Linked DNA regions of Mus musculus: region 2 is linked to region 1. The links are chromatin contacts, called in public HiChIP or PLAC-seq maps. All regions are on one chromosome and are shown on one strand. The core of a region is the stretch at or near the end of the contact, and the rest is flanking DNA. Distances in the headings are between cores, read along the strand shown. Region 1 overlaps Clec16a (C-type lectin domain family 16, member A). Region 2 holds the start of Socs1 (suppressor of cytokine signaling 1).

What was found. HiChIP or PLAC-seq counts read pairs in DNA pulled down with a chosen protein or histone mark.
Region 2: an H3K27ac HiChIP or PLAC-seq map of CD8 T cells shows a contact between it and region 1, with 13 times the contacts expected there. The contact joins the promoter of Socs1 here to the enhancer-like site in region 1. A contact is called at or near these places in 10 of 39 promoter capture datasets (the 3T3-L1 cell line, HPC-7-derived erythroid cells, embryonic stem cells and 5 more), 3 of 15 datasets of contacts at CTCF or cohesin (CD8 T cells, the G1E-ER4 cell line and large pre-B cells), 41 of 484 Hi-C or Micro-C datasets (the AML12 cell line, B cells, the BV-2 cell line and 25 more), 17 of 115 datasets of contacts at active chromatin or transcription factors (the 230-238 cell line, CD8 T cells, DN3 thymocytes and 10 more) and 4 of 9 other capture datasets (adipose tissue, liver, macrophages and 1 more).

What each region holds. Positions count from the first base shown.
Region 1 is chr16:10,724,021-10,726,557 of GRCm38.p6, reverse strand. The region is part of intron 21 of Clec16a (C-type lectin domain family 16, member A); the gene reads right to left. Among named protein-coding and RNA genes, the nearest start is that of Gm15558, 42 kb to the right of the region's middle. Within about 2 kb of position 1,262, at least 24 of the 459 cell types and tissues checked have an H3K27ac peak or open chromatin away from gene starts, as enhancers often do. A contact at or near this core is called in the 230-238 cell line, CD8 T cells, ECoMG-derived neutrophils and 6 more, where this site is marked.
Region 2 is chr16:10,784,260-10,786,796 of GRCm38.p6, reverse strand. It overlaps Socs1 (suppressor of cytokine signaling 1), which reads left to right and starts at 1,261. Exons shown (of 2, transcript NM_009896.2): 1 at 1,261-1,366; 2 at 1,876-2,537. The coding sequence starts at 1,926.

The sequences.
Region 1 (2,537 bases), core at 13-2,512:
GTGTCAGTGTTTGGAAGCTGATTATGGGATGGATCCCCGGATATGGCAGTTTCTAGATGGTCCATCTTTTCGTCTCAGCTCCAAACTTTGTCTCTGTAACTCCTTCCATGGGTGTTTTGTTCCCAATTCTAAGAAGGGGCAAAGTGTCCACACTTTGGTCTTTGTTCTTCTTGAGTTTCATGCGTTTAGCAAATTGTATCTTATATCTTGGGTATTCTAAATTTCTGGGCTAATATCCACTTATCGGTGAGTACATATTATGCAAGTTCTTTTGTGATTGGGTTACCTCACTCAGGATGATGCCCTCCAGGTCCATTCATTTGCCTAGGAATTTCAAAAATTCATTCTTTTTAATAGCTGAGTAGTACTCCATTGTGTAAATGTACCACATTTTCTGTGTCCATTCCTCTGTTGAGGAGCATCTGGGTTCTTTCCAGCTTCTGGCTATTATAAATAAGGCTGCTATGAACATAGTTGAGCATGTGTCCTTCTTACTTGTTGGAACATCTTCTGGATATATGCCCAGGAGAGGTATTGTGGGATCCTCTGGTAGTACTATGTCCAGTTTTCTGAGGAACCGCCAGACTGATTTCCAGAGTGGTTGTACAAGCCTGTAATCCCACCAACAATGGAGGAGTGTTTCTCTTTCTCCACATCCTCGCCAGCATCTGCTGTCACCTGAATTTTTCATCTTAGCCATTCTGACTGGTGTGAGGTGGAGTCTCAGGGTTGTTTTGATTTGTATTTCCCTGATGATTAAGGATGTTGAAGCCTCCCATTTTTAAGCCCAGTGACAGGGAATACTGGGCATGGAGTCAGGATCCCAGGTTCAAGTCCAAGTTCTGTCCACTCTGGCTTTGAGAGGTGGGATGAGTCCATTCCTGTTTACCTCTGCTTCAGCGCTTCCTTCCAGCAGCCCAGGCTGGCCTGCAGTCCTTGGCACTTGTTGGGCCTGAGTGCTAGCTGCCAGCTTGGGCAAAGGTTTCCCCCCAATACCCCACCAAGTCTGTCCTGCTCAGGCAGTGTATGAGAAACCCAACTGCAAAGATGACTAGTGTTCTGGGTAACAGCTTTCACTACTTAAGCAGCAAGAACCCTGTGGACGTGTTTCTGAGATAGCTAGCTTATTTCTATTATTCATTTCTCCCTTCACTTGCAGTTACAGAACCTGGCCACTAGGCATGGCCTTATAACTGAGTTGTGGCCATGAGACAGACATCAAAGTGGCATGTGGGATTTCCAAGAAGCTTCTTCAACAGGAAAGAGGGTAGGTACATCCTCTATTCTGCTTCCTGGAACACGGATGACAGAAGTCCAGCAGTCATCCTGGACTAAGAGGGGAACTCTTTATGAGGGAAGGAAGAACACTGAGTGGAGAGGAGCAGGGTCTCTGATGCCTCATGGATCCCTTGTTTACCCATATTCATGAAGCTGTCACTGGAGAGCAACAGAAACCTCCCTTCTAGCATTTTCTATGTTGTTGAAGCTAATCTTATCTGATATTGTGAGGAATGCCTTGTTAATGCAGGATACAGGCTACGTCCCCTGGTCATATTGGTATGCTGGCTCTGACCTTCTTCTGGTAGGGAGAAAATTGCCCTGAGCCTATGGGGCTGGTAGTTCTGGTGGAGTACAGGGATCTGGACATGGTAGGATGAAGAAAAAGGGGAGGGGCAAGTGATCCTGATTATGAATTCAACTTCCTTCCATGATGTAAGTGGAGGTTTTGGTAGAACCCAGTGGATGGACTGAGTTTCTTTCTGAGTTCAAACCAGAAATCAAAGATTCTAAAAGAGGACTAAGACCTTGAACCTGAGGGCGGTAAGAGACTGCACAGTATGCAGACAGGGACACTGGGGCCTGGGCTGAAGCTTTTTTAATCTTCCAAGAAAGCAGGGGCTGGTGGTGCCTTCTGGGTATTTGACTAAAATATAAGTGTTCCAGGTTAAAAAGCATTTGCCTTTTTGGAATTATGGAACTGGCTTGAGTCTATGTAGGGGATTCCACAGGGGCCTCTCAGAAGGTCAAGTGCAGAAGCCTGCTCAACTCAAGTGTCATTCTAAGGAGCTCCTACTCTGTGTAATGTAGGGCTACACCTGGCAGACCACCAGGGGCTCACTGCTTTCAGGATTAACTCTATCCTTACCCACAGACTTGTAGGGCTTGCTGCTCCCAGCATACATCTGTATCCCTCTGAGAACTGAAGCCCACCACCAGAGAAACAAGCCCTGAAGCCCTATAACAGAAGCAGCTAGTACTAGACCGACATCGGGCTGCATGCCAAATCAAAGTGACAGTAGGAAGACTTCTGTCACAGAACAGCACATTTAGCTTGAGCCTCTCAGGAGTTCCAGCTTAGGGGGAAAGCATAGCATGGTGGAAGTCTTGGGACCCACTGGTCACTGAGAGTCTGCATCCCTTGACCCTCTCCTGGCACGTCCCCGAGAGCAGCAGAGGAGACTTAGCTGCTTGCCTTTAGAAAGTGTCTCATTTATTCTGCCGAGAAGCCACCACATGGTGGCCTTCATCAAACTTAC
Region 2 (2,537 bases), core at 12-2,511, 60 kb before region 1:
CAGACCAGAAAGACCTGAAGGCCAGTCTAGGCTGAGACGCGCTAGAGGGAGGCAGTGCTACAAACCCAGCCTTTATCGCCCACCAAGGGTTAGACTGACCATGGCTGCACCACAACCACAGCCACACAAATTCAAGCACCACAAGATAAGTTTGGTTGTGCTTAGGATGAAATATGGCGCTCTGTGCTCTGTCTGGGGAGACCAGGACTTGGCCTCAGAGCTTCAGAGGAGCCGCCTGACAGCTAACAGAGAAACCTGTAGAGGGCAGTGTGCGTCACTGTGAGCACAGGGAAGCCTGCACGCGAACCTCATCCGCCTTCATTCATAAACATCGTCAGCCAGGCACCCACTCCTGGCCTTTCAGGACAAACTGAATCACGAAACCACACAGTGTCCTAATGATAGGTCTGACTGCCTGGATCCTAAGCCAAGGTGTGCTCGGGGCCCCTTGTACAGGCAGATGCTTGCTGGAGTCTTGACCAAAAGTTTGGGGATTACAGCTTTTTTTGGAATCACAGCCCCGCCCGGGGCCTCAGTTTCTCCGGCTGCCCACGTAGTAAGAGTGCAGAGAGTGAGTCCAGGCCCCTGGGAACCCAGCCCAACCCCGCCCGGTTTCCGAGGAACTAGGCCGGGAGCGGGGGCGCCCCTCCCGCACCGCCTTAGGCTTCCTTTGAAGCCTCTGCGGTCAGGCCACCGCTTCCTGGGAAGCCCAAGCCAAGGCCAGGCCGAATGGCCAACGGGAGGGGCCCGCACGCGGCTCTGGAGGAGGGCGGCGGCCCCACAGGTCTCTAGGACTAGCTAGCCGGGTTCCAAGAAGGGTCGAGATTGCCAAGGCCTTCGGGTCCTGGGCAGGAAGGACCCTGGCAGGGAGGAGCTGCTTGGGGAGCACAGGGTCCAGGCGAGGCGGAGCCCTAACCAGAAGAATGCAGACACCCGGAGGGGAGGAGGCGTGTCAGCCCCGCGCTAGCATCCCACACGGCGGGCTGCGATTTGGGGCGAAGGTAGAGCAAAAGAGCGGGCACCAAGTCCTAAGCACCCCAGGCACGGAACACAAGATTCCGGTTGGAGCCGGAACCCCAGAGGTCCCAATGTGGGAAGGTGCGAGGCGAAACCAAGTTAGAGGAACCGTCTCCAGGGAGAGCCTCAGGAGTCTAGAGAGAACCCGAAAGACTTGCCGGAAAGAGAAACCGAAAGCGGGGGTGGGCTGGACCTGTGGGCGGGGCCTGCCTGGTTTAAGAGCCTGATGCAGGGGCGGGCAGCAGCAGAGAGAACTGCGGCCGTGGCAGCGGCACGGCTCCCAGCCCCGGAGCATGCGCGACAGCCGCCCCGGAGCCCCCAGCCGCGGCTCCCCGCGTCCTGCCGCCAGGTGAGCCAAGGCAGCTGCGAGGGAGCAGGCGGGAGGGGATGGGAGGTGATGGGAGCAGAGCCCGGCAGGACTAACCTCGCAGACTGTATGGCAGGGTCGAGGATGCCACGCCTCTGGCGCCCCCCCACCCCCGCCCCGGCTCCCCCAGGAGGCCCCTCGCTCGAGCGGGGCGCCGTCAGCCCCTCCTCTCCGGCCCTGAGCCCTGATCCTCCGCCCGGGTTCCAGTCCCCGGCGTGGCCAGTAGGCGGCAGCCGCGAGGCGACTAGCCACCAGCGGGGACGGCCGGGAGTCGGGCCCCTCTCCACGCCCCCTTCTCCACGCGCGCGGGGAGGCAGGGCTCCACCGCCAGTCTGGAAGGGTTCCGCATACAGGAACGGCCTACTTCGCAGATGAGCCCACCGAGGCTCAAGCTCCGGGCGGATTCTGCGTGCCGCTCTCGCTCCTTGGGGTCTGTTGGCCGGCCTGTGCCACCCGGACGCCCGGCTCACTGCCTCTGTCTCCCCCATCAGCGCAGCCCCGGACGCTATGGCCCACCCCTCCAGCTGGCCCCTCGAGTAGGATGGTAGCACGCAACCAGGTGGCAGCCGACAATGCGATCTCCCCGGCAGCAGAGCCCCGACGGCGGTCAGAGCCCTCCTCGTCCTCGTCTTCGTCCTCGCCAGCGGCCCCCGTGCGTCCCCGGCCCTGCCCGGCGGTCCCAGCCCCAGCCCCTGGCGACACTCACTTCCGCACCTTCCGCTCCCACTCCGATTACCGGCGCATCACGCGGACCAGCGCGCTCCTGGACGCCTGCGGCTTCTATTGGGGACCCCTGAGCGTGCACGGGGCGCACGAGCGGCTGCGTGCCGAGCCCGTGGGCACCTTCTTGGTGCGCGACAGTCGCCAACGGAACTGCTTCTTCGCGCTCAGCGTGAAGATGGCTTCGGGCCCCACGAGCATCCGCGTGCACTTCCAGGCCGGCCGCTTCCACTTGGACGGCAGCCGCGAGACCTTCGACTGCCTTTTCGAGCTGCTGGAGCACTACGTGGCGGCGCCGCGCCGCATGTTGGGGGCCCCGCTGCGCCAGCGCCGCGTGCGGCCGCTGCAGGAGCTGTGTCGCCAGCGCATCGTGGCCGCCGTGGGTCGCGAGAACCTGGCGCGCATCCCTCTTAACCCGGTACTCCGTGACTAC